Linked DNA regions of Danio rerio: regions 1 and 2 are each linked to region 3. Evidence: chromatin contacts called from public Hi-C and Micro-C data. All regions are on one chromosome and are shown on one strand. The core of a region is the stretch at or near the end of the contact, and the rest is flanking DNA. Distances in the headings are between cores, read along the strand shown. Region 1 holds the start of zgc:153968. Region 2 holds the start of zgc:112038. Region 3 holds the start of rundc3aa (RUN domain containing 3Aa).

Evidence for each region. A called contact is a pair of places that touch in the nucleus more often than the background predicts.
Region 1: a contact with region 3 is called in a Hi-C map of hematopoietic stem cells, with 2.3 times the contacts expected there. The contact joins the promoter of zgc:153968 here to the promoter of rundc3aa in region 3. A contact is called at or near these places in 4 of 18 Hi-C or Micro-C datasets (caudal fin, embryo and hematopoietic stem cells) and 1 of 4 datasets of contacts at active chromatin or transcription factors (caudal fin).
Region 2: a Micro-C map of caudal fin shows a contact between it and region 3, with 8 times the contacts expected there. The contact joins the promoter of zgc:112038 here to the promoter of rundc3aa in region 3. A contact is called at or near these places in 4 of 18 Hi-C or Micro-C datasets (caudal fin, embryo, hematopoietic stem cells and 1 more) and 1 of 4 datasets of contacts at active chromatin or transcription factors (caudal fin).

What each region holds. Positions count from the first base shown.
Region 1 is chr3:19,956,655-19,960,176 of GRCz12tu, reverse strand. zgc:153968 reads right to left here and starts at 1,546. Exons shown (of 7, transcript NM_001077456.2): 1 at 1,313-1,546; 2 at 1-43. The coding sequence starts at 32. It overlaps LOC141381181 (a long non-coding RNA gene), which reads left to right. Exons shown (of 3, transcript XR_012400934.1): 2 at 1,304-1,488; 3 at 2,980-3,522.
Region 2 is chr3:19,933,065-19,936,917 of GRCz12tu, reverse strand. zgc:112038 reads right to left here and starts at 1,816. Exons shown (of 6, transcript NM_001020646.1): 1 at 1,664-1,816. The coding sequence starts at 1,718. zgc:123295 reads right to left here. Exons shown (of 6, transcript NM_001037562.2): 6 at 3,842-3,853.
Region 3 is chr3:19,763,035-19,766,791 of GRCz12tu, reverse strand. rundc3aa (RUN domain containing 3Aa) reads left to right here and starts at 1,921. Exons shown (of 12, transcript XR_012400931.1): 1 at 1,921-2,051.

The DNA of each region.
Region 1 (3,522 bases), core at 297-2,796, 190 kb before region 3:
CCTGCTACACACACAGCTAAACGCAGCATCATCCTCATATTTTCTTCAATGCAGAAAAGAAAGGACAGGTGAAGCTAACACTTTTGACTTAAGTAGAGCTTTATCACTCACCTAATCTTTAGCACATCATGTTTTACTGCTATAGCCTTCTATAAATGATATCAGTAGGCTATACACACCCTGCTGTAAAACTGTTTCAACACTACTTCCTGTAATAATGCTACTTACTTTATATGATTTATATGATATATTCAGTTTCATTTACGGAGTTTCATATTCATATCACTTAATATACCCGCCTCTTTTTGAAAATATTAATCTAGACACTTCACAAAAAATGTTGAGGTTATGTTATAATAAACAAGCACATTTGAATTACATCACTCTTCTTCTGAGTATAGCTGTATATTTACTGTAAACAGGTTTGGATGAATCACCTAAAGAAACATCAGAGAAAAAAAATGTATATTAAAAAATGTTGACATTCTCAAAATGTAAAACCTGATGAAAACATATTAGTCAAAAGAAGTGGTGGGAACTATTGAAAAATTCAGTTAATGTTAGAGGTACTTGATTTTATTTTGTATTATAAAAATATTTGTGGCTTGTGAGGACCTCAGCAAATCCCAGCATATGTTACATTGTATTACATTTTAAAAAGCTTATAATCAATTTTTTTAAGTGCTAGAGTAACAGCAGATATTTTTAGTCCAGGATGTTCTGTTTCTAACCCAGCGCAAGGCGTCTGATTATCAAATGTTGTAAAACAAACAGTCGTACACTGAACATTTCCTTTGACTTTTGATCTCATTTGAGGGTGTCCGTGACATCATTATCATCATCATCATTATCGATAACATATTGAATATCTAGGGTCAATGTACTGTAAGTTAGAATATTAGCCATTTTAGTATGCAGTTGGTTCTTTTGAGCTTTCTGAAATTTCCTCAGATTAAGTATTAGCTTATATACAAAGTGCTAAGAAAATCATTTTAAATACAAAGTTGCAGTGCATTCATCAAAATATCAGATCACACTGGCAAAAAAACAGCCAATTAAAACCTTGCATTCAACAGACAGAATTCTGTTTATCCACCATTTACTCTGCTTTGTTTGTTGTAATCAGCTAAAAAAAACTGTGAAAATGAAATCAAAAGGCATTGAGACCTTTAGTTGCATTATACTATATTGTTTTTATTTAAAATAAATCGTAAAACACTTGATCTTGATCAGTGCTGATAACTTTTTTGTGTAATATGAATCATTTGATACGATTTCAAAAATGTACGATTTCAATTTACAGTCTACACACCAGAATTAAATTCTCAGAGTCTCTGCATTGATCCTGTGGGCCGGCCTGAACACTTCACACCAGCAGCTTCTCCACGATGAACATCTTCAGCCTCTGGCGCCTAGACTGCAGCTCTGCACAAGAAGTTTGGCCAGAGGATAAATGTTCGGGCCCAACTGAGCTTAGTTTCTCTCAAGGTTATTTCCTTCACTTTCATCAATTGGTGAAGTTTGTTCCTCGCCACTGTCACCACTGGCTTGCTTGGTTTGGGACTTTTGAAGCTGCGCATCGATGGATTTGTTTTTTATTGTTTGGACTTTTAGCCGTGAAATTTTAACCACACTGAACTGAACTAAACTGAACTTCAGCACTGAAAACTGGGCTGACACTGTTTCAATTTACTATGTTAAGCTGCTTTGACACAATCTACATTGTAAAAGCGCTATCGAAATAAAAATGAATTAAATTAAATTTATGAGATCTTGATCTCTTCTCCAACTTCTGATTTTTACAAATTATCTTTAACAAAGTGACTTTGACTTTTTTTTTGTAGTTTAAAACTATTTATTATCTGGGATGGTCTCGCAAATTATGGTATAATAACTGGTTAATGACCTCCCAGTACTATATCAGCTATTTTACAAATTTGTATTTCTACAGTTTAATGTATTTAAACTATCAAAGTTGAATTTTCTCCTTTAAAGGTTGTCAAAATAAATACTGTGGTGTGGTCCTATAACTAATGTAAAATCTAAAATATAAACAGAAATCACTGAAATAAACAGAATCACCAATGTATCCAAAGCTTTATGGACACATCTTTTTTCACCCTGCCTCTATGGGAAGATAAGAGACAAACCATCTAATTTGCTAAATTAAAGGGATAGTTAAAGGGATAAACTGAAAATTCTGACATGATTTACTCTCCATTCACTCTCCATGATAAAAACTTTATTTATTTTTTCTATTGAACACAAAAGAAGATATTTTGAATCTTGGATAAGGGTATTGATTTCAATAGTCAGTGGTTATAGGTTAAAGCAGTGTTTCTCAACCACGTTCCTGGAGGCCCACCAACACTGCAAGTTTTGGATGTCTTCATTCTCTGTCACACCCATTACAGGTCTTTCAGTCTCTGCTAATGAGCTGATGATCTGAATCAGGTGTGTTTGGTTAAGGACACATGGAAAATGCACAGAGCTGGTGGTCCTTTAGGAATGTAGTTGAGAAACATTGGGTTAAAGCATGTCGGTTACAGGTTTTCAGCTTTCTTCAAATTATCTTCTTTGTGTTCCGCAGAAGAAAAGAAACCGATAACAGTTTATTACCACTTGAGGATGTGTCAATAGTGAGTAAACTTTCATTTTTTAGTGATCGTACCTTTAATAAAAAGATTATTCATTGAAAATGAAAGGCTGTAAAACCAAAGTCTGTACTTCGGATGGATTCTCTGACCTTTAGTCTTTTTTTTCATCAAAGTCTGTCCAGTAAGCCATTAACTGCAGAAACATTTATACATTCATTCATTTTCCTTCGGCTTAGTTCCTTTATTTATCAGGGGTCGTAACCCAAACCCTTCCAGCTGCAACCCAGTTCTGGGAAACATCCATAAACACTCATTCAGACTCATACACCATGGTCAATTTAGTTTATTCAATTCACCTAAACCGTATGTCTTTGGACTGTAGGGGAAACCGGAGCATGCGGAGGAAACCCAGGCCAACACAAGGAGAACATGCAAACTTCTCACAGAAATGCCGACTGACCCAGCCGGGACTCGAACCAGTGACCTTCTTGCTGTGAGGCCACTGAGCCACCATGTTGCTAACTGAAGAAACATCCAGAAGTAAAGCATTTTGGTCATGTGAAGTCCTGCTTATAGTCCATACTCATGCTTATACAAAAGCAACTAATTGCTTAAAGGCATAGTTCACCAAAAAAAGCTATAGATATTTTTTTTTGATATAAAGGTGTACTATATGCTTTGGAAGGAGAGATTGCTGATTAAATTAAAATCTTTAGGAGTCACTGGCAAAACGTATAATTGAGTCATGGATTTCTTATTTGGAAGAAAGATACAAGTTAGGGAAAGTAAAAGAATATTCAAATGAATACACAGTGGAGAATGGAACTCCTCAAGGTAGTGTTTGCAGCCCATTGTTGTTCAATATAATGATAAATGACATTTTCTGTCAGGTTGAACAAAATGTAGAAAAATCGTTGTATGCAGA
Region 2 (3,853 bases), core at 567-3,066, 170 kb before region 3:
AAAAAGGTCCGTAATGAAAATCCGATTGTTTTTCCAAATGTAACTAACTAAAATAGTACCATGTACTTTTACTCTGTATTAGTATTATTTACTCAAATTTGTTTTATTTTAGCAATATAATAGTATTTCTAGTCCTTTAATTTAATGTAATTTAATTTTCAGTTCTCTTTCCATCTACGAATACATAAAAAAAACAATTTTACTAGCACATTTAAAATAGGTTTAATACTATGAAATATTATATTAATATTATTTTTTATTTTTTATAAATCGATAGGTAGTTCCTATGGGATGTTTTTATGTATTGCTGAAAATACATTTCAGGTGTTCAATACGTTGCTTGTCAGTCTTAAAAATAAAAATAGGTGTTTAAAGTGCTTAAAAGTCCTTAATTTTAATCAAGTTGTGCCTGTATGTACTCTGCAAACAGCACCTTTTAATTGTTGTCTTCTCCGATTTTCAGGATGTTTTGCATTGGACTGTTTTTTTTTTTGGCTTTGACCCTTGCTCGCCCCTGACCTCACTCTTTAACTGCCCTGTTGGATTTTCAGTTTATTTTATTTATTTATTTATTTATTTATTTTTTGGTTCTGGGTAGATGCTAATAAATATTTAGTTGTAATTATTTAAATAATGTGTTTTTGTTAAATATGTGATTTCTGTGTTTGTTCTGTCTACTCATACTTGTTTATCTTGTTTCTGTAATTATCATTTGTTTATTTGACCCTTGCCTCGCCTCTGATCTTGTTTTTGGATTGCCCTTTATATATCTTTTTAATTATTGGTTCTGTTTATATGGTTATAAAATATTTGTTAATTTAATTAATATGCATTTTATAAAATAATATATATATTTTCTGTGTTAATTCTGTATCTATTTATCTAATTTGTATATACATTTGTGTTTGAATGTTCTTCTTATTCTGTATATCCACTTACCTAATTTTAACTTTTATATATATTTATTTGCATTTAATTTGTGATAATTCTGTATGCATTTATCTAATTCATATATTTCTTTGTATTGCATTGATCAATCTGTTGTTGTTTTTGTTGTATGCATCTATTTATATAATTTATATAAATTATATATTTGTATTTATCAATTTATATGCTTCCTTTAAAGCATTTTTTTTTAAATAAAGCAATTTAAACTAAGCATTCCTTTTAATGTGATTTATATAGCTACCAAATGTAGATGTGAGCCACATCTAACCCAAAAGTCAGCCGCAACTGAATCAGATCTGGGCCAGATCTGTGCAATTGCATGGGCCGCATCTGGGCCAGATCTGAGAAACTGCATGGGCTGTATGTGGGCCAGATCTGAGAAAGTGCATGGGCCGCAGCTGGGCCAGATTTGAGAATGTGCATGGGCCGTAGCTGGGCCAGATCTAAGAAAATGTATGGGCCACATCTGGCCCAGATATGGACCATGCTTTTTCTGAGATATGGCCCAGATCTGGTTCAGTTGTGGCTGACTTTTGGATCCTTATGTCAGCCACAATCAGGTTGAGTCATCGCCGTCATTCCGCGCGGTATGTGGGCCAGAAGAAAATGGGGGATGTGGGCCATATGTGGGCCAGATGTAATTTGTTATCTGGGATAAGTTGCGACTGATATTGTTAATTAAGCAGTTGTCGAATTGTACATGTTTATATCTTACCTGCTATATTGAGAAGTAAAAACTCTCCGACATATACAAATTGACGGACTTTCATCCTTACTGTCTCTGCTGTGTAGTATTGTTTGCTGTTTACTTTACTGAAAGTGTCACTCTGAAGGCTGATTTATAGTCGACGCATCCGCAAATTGGTTTCGGTGCCCGCGACAAAATAAGACGTCATCGCGGAGTTGGCGGAAGTTGAGGAACACAAATCTATATTTTGTGCACACGTTTTTCAAAGCTCTTTTCAGTTAAATTATGTTTTATTTTCATTGTATATGAGGTTTTGCACGAATCACATAGCTTGGATAAACTGTTGCCAAAATTAATCATTTACACAAGTGTAGCATTGTCCTGCAGGACTAAAATTTGTTCATTCAGCATATCACGCACAAAGTTTTTCACAACTGTTCTGTCATGACAGTTCAAATGTTTTAGTACACACACCCTTCTCACGCTTGCATACGTTTGAATACTTCTATAAGGCTTCTATTCAGTATTTCGGGCCCTAAATGTGCTAATTTACATGCACGTATGCATGTTATTTTAATACATTTTCCAAAATGGTTTCTTAATGGTTTCCACTACAAATATCACCAAAAAAGCACACAAATATAGCCTAGCCTATCAATCATTAGAATTTAACCAAAAGAACTTTACTGTGTGTGTTTTTGGGACATATTAGGCTACAAAAAGATTTATTGGTTTTACCAAGCCAATGGAAGGTAAAAAATGACCAGACTTAAAGGAACATTATAGCTTTTATTAAAACTAATAAATTTCCTTTATTATAACTATTAAAACCTATGAAACCTACCTTTATAGCTAACATGTTACTAATAAAACCTATATATATAAATAAAGTTTATTTTTTTTATTTTTTCCTTTTCTTCCCTTCTTCTTCTTTTTCTTCTTCTTCTTCTTATTCTTATTCTTCTTCTTATTCTTCTTCTTATTATTATTATTATTATTATTATTATTATTATTATTATTATTATTATTATTATTATTATTGATGCACTCCTTTCTCCATTGGTGGCCGTATGTGAGTGGTGAGTATGTATGATGCCACTAGATGGCATACGTGCCTTAAACATATATTTAGCTATGTATATTCTCTTTCTGATAATATATTTTTTACACGACTTTTTTCGTGCTTCGCCAGGCAAAAACTCCATAAAAGTTTTAAAGTTGTGATTATTTTAACTTAACTGATCTACAACCTGTAGTGCGTGCCACTGTGTCTGCCCTTCTACCCACGTTAATTTCAATGTGGCAATAGCAAAAACATTGTAATTGAGGTTACTGTCTCTGTCCAGGTAACAAAGAATTCTGGCCCAGATTTTGCATAAAGCTGACCCAGCAGGCATTCATCCAGCTCTGACATATAGCATGCTGGTTTGACAGAGGTGTCACCGTCATTAAGGCGGCATGCAAGACATGGGCCAGATGTCAAATGTAGTGTTTGGACCAGAATAGATGTTACAAACTAATATGTGTGTCATATAAGTTTGGCCCATCTTGACCAACATTTAAAATACATTAAAATCATTTTTTGAGTAAAGAAAAGTTTTGATGCACCAAGTCATTTCCGTAACACCTTTATTTTATTCCAGAAAACAGTCAAGATTTATTAATTTATTGTTTCCTGTTTGTTGTAAAAATAACTGAGTTTAACCTACATTACATATCATTTATTAACCAAATTATTATTTTACAAATTATTTTATTATCTATTACTAACCATTACCATTATTAACGTGCCTAAAGTGCAGTGCTTCCTGGGTTTATCAATTTCATTGCAGTCGTGACACACCAAATATACATTCAAACAATGACCAAACATGGTCCAGCTGGCCCAGTTTAGGCCGAGTTATGGGTTATTAATTTGGCTGAGACTAGACCCAGATATGGTCCATGTTTGGCCCTTATATGGAAGCCAGACTTAGTCCAATCATGAACCATAATTCACTGCGACATGTGGGCCAAGCAAACGCTGATTGTGTGGGCCAGTGCTGGGCCAAATAAATTTTGCAATGTGGGTGACTACTGTTGTATAATGACTGATTGAATGAAGTAAAAGACTTGAGTCACAGCGTGAGATATAAAATTACAATAATGAGAAATCACGTAGTGCAAATGGATTGTTTGATGATATGGACAAAAACGGGGTCAGTGTTTTTTTTTTCT
Region 3 (3,757 bases), core at 672-3,171:
TACTTTCTGTACATCCGATTGATCTACTAGCAGTCATCTGTCACATCCAGGGGCGGACTGGCCATCTGGCAATTCTGGCAAATGCCAGAAGGGCCGAACCATTTTTTTAAATGTGGGCCGGTCAGTTTTTTATTTTTATTTTTTATTTTATTATTATTTTTTTTATATGTTTTGTTTTTACATGCAGCTTTTATCTCGTGCAACATGTGAATATTATGATGACGTTGAAAATGGTAATAATAGTAATAGTAAATGATAAGCATTTGGCCCAATCGGTGATAGTTTCGAGAGGGGCCGACTCAATCAAAGGTTACGCGGACATAATCAAAAACTGGCAAGAATGTCAAACAAACAGTACGTATGGTAATGTGGGATGGTGTGGCTATAGTGCCAGCTGAATTTTTGTCCCAGTCCGTCCCTGGTCACATCTGTGTAATAGTGCTGTTGACTTCATCTTCATTATAATCCATACTGTTTGTTAGAGAAAATCAATTATCCTAGAAATTATTTTATAAATTAGTTTGTATACCCAATTAAAATCAGGCATTTGCTTTCCCTGATAAAGGCTACTTAGGAATTTGTGTGAATGCATAATTCATTTGTTAGGCCTTAATGTTTCATTTAAGAAAAGTGTATTCAGATGAAATTTGCTCGCCACTTCGAGATACTAATACAATAAAATAGAAATAGTAAGATATGTTTTTTAAATTGATCAACTTTATTTCTGAGGTTCATTTGAGTTTTTAGCATATTTTAGTGTTCACCCAGCAAGCATTATTTGTTTTTAATTGATATCTAATTCATATTTTAAAAACAATATTTTAAATTAACATTAAAGTGTTAACTAATTTATTTTTCTGTGAAAACCTAGATACAGTACACCTACCATTTTTAAATGCATTTGTTTTTCTTTTTTGAACAAACAAGCAGCTTAATGTTATTAAAATATTAATGTTATAAATATTGAATTTCATATAAATGCTGTTATTTGAAATTGTGTGCTCGATTATGAATATCGTGAAAAGCCAAAGGTATTTTTTCCTATTAAAAATGTTTGTCATTAATAATAACAATAATAATCGTTTATATCAAAATCGGCATATAACTGTTAATCACAGGAATGAATTGCATTTTTTTATTATATATTTTTATTTTGCTTTTGCAAAAGTTATCAAAACTGAACATCAAAATTAAGCAGCAAACAAACTAAAGTAAAACATGCACACAGTATATAAAATTAATAGAAAAAAATAAAATAAATAAGAATAAAAATGAAGGAGGTACAGTATAAACCAGTGGACTATTTGTCAAATCAAATCATGTGGTACTGTTTTAATTTAACTCAAAAATGGATTGCAAATCTTTTCAAAATAATTCACCATTTCCTCTCCAAACATAAGATCTTCTCCAATGGTATAGTTGCAAACCTCTGAGATCCACTTTCCAATACGTCAATGTCTGTTTCTCATTTTAAAGCAATACATTTTTTAGCTATTGTCAGGAACATTTTAGTAATAGCATGATTATGCTGGTGGTTAGAATTCGTATAAATGCCCATTAAACATATTTCTAGATCCAATGGAAAATCAATTCCGTGAATCTGTGTTGAATTGCATTTTAAAATGCATTCACAAACAGAGCAGTTATTTTCCCCCTCAAACTTACATAGATATATCCTAGCCTACAGCATTCACTACCATTATTTTTCAGTGACGTTAATTCTTAGTTTTTTTCCGCACTTAAAGTAATTAAATAATAATGTGCACTCATCATATGTAATCATATTTAAAAGCTGTAAAATGTGTTTTGTAAAATGTATTTTTTACCTCACGGTTTCTTCAGCAAGATTGTGGGCCCACATGCAGGCGGAAGGAGGGAGGGGTTTGATCCGCGCCGGGAAGCTGGTGGCTCGGTGACGGTGATAATGCAGCCTCGGCCGAGTGAAGAAAGTCAGGCTGTCTCCAGACCGCGATGGCTATGGGTCTAACGTCGAAAAAAACCTCTTCTAGAAACATCGGCGTGGAGCGCAAGAATCTCATCACCGTCTGCAGGTAGCTTTTTTTTGCAAACACCGAATCAACCATGTTTTCGGTATACAATATTTCGTCACATACGTGAGTAAAGCTGCCATAATGTATATTTTGAAGTATGCTTTTTAAATTTAATTTTAATTATTATATATTTTATAAAGTAGATCATAGGATGTAGCATCTTGTTTACATTTTTTTTTTTTTTTTTGCGTAAACGCTTAATATTAAAGACGTCGCCCCTTATTTCAGACCGGAATCCATGACGTCATTCCTTTACATCCACCAGACCATTTTCTTGGTGTGAGGACACGACATACCCTTAAACCACATTCTTCACACACTCAATTAGATTAATATAAAAAAAGAAGAATATATTAGTCATAAATGATCCTCCAAATCTTTTTAAGGCAACACAGTTTTACTTTAAAAAAATTGGCAATTAAAAATTGAGTATCTCCTGAAGCAATAGCCTCAAACTCAGTTACTGGTGGGCCGCAGCTCTGCATAGCTCGACTTCAACCACTTCCATCTCACACTTGCATAATAGTCTCTAGTAGTTTTGAACACCTTGATTATTTGCATCAGCTGTGTTTGATTAGGGTTGGAGCAAAACTGTCAGAGCTGCAGCCCTCCAGGAATTGAGTTTGAGACCATTGATCTGAAGCAACTTTCTGTTGAAGTCAATCAAGCCATTTAAATGGAGCATGCATTCATTTTTCATCCATTCAATCATTTTCCTTACAGCGGAATGAACCGCCAACTTGACACTGGGAAACACCCATACCCACTCATTCACACACAGACACGACAGCCAATTTAGTTTATTCAATTCACCTGTACCGCATGTCTTTGGACTGTGGGGGAAACTGGAGCACCCGGAGGAAACCCACACCAACATGGGGAGAACATGCAAACTCAACACAGAAATGCCAACTCGAATGGACTTGAAGCAGCAACCTTCTTGCTGTGAGGTGACTGCTAACCACTGAGCCATTATTATAATTATTATATTTTCTAGATTAAAATAGATAAAAAAATAGATTAAAATAGATTTAAAAAATTTAACCAATCAACAAAGAAACATCAGTATAATACAACGTCACTATTCTAAAGTTTTTTAGTATTCTAAAGTTTTCACTATTCTGATTTTTTTACTGATATGGTTTAATAATAATAATAATTATTATTATTATGATTTAATACATTTCAAAAAAGGTAAAATCACTATTGCTGGAGTACTTTAATTCTTAAGTGTATTATTATTTTTTTATAACAACATTAAAGGCTGACATGGTGGCTCAGTGGTTAGCACTGTCCACATTGCACCAGATTGCTGGTTCTAGTCCTGGCTGGGTCAGTTGGCGTTTCTCTGTGGAGTTTGGCTCTGGTTTAGGTTAATTAATTAAGCTAAAATGAACCATAGTGTATGTGTGTGAATGAGTGAGTATGGGTGTTTTCCGGTACTGGGTTGCAGCTGGAAGGGCATCGATTATGTATAACATATGCTGGATAAGTTGGCGGTTCATTCTGCTGTGGCGACCCCTGATGAATAAAGGGACTAAGCAAAAGAAAAATGAATGAATAAACAACATTAAAATTACACACAAAAAACTAAGTATACAGCATTTTACCCATTGTTTTGAAATGTTAAACCATTAAGCATTTAATTTGACAGAAAAGCACTGGCAAACTTCTCTTTTGAAACGCTTGTCACCTCACAGCAAGAA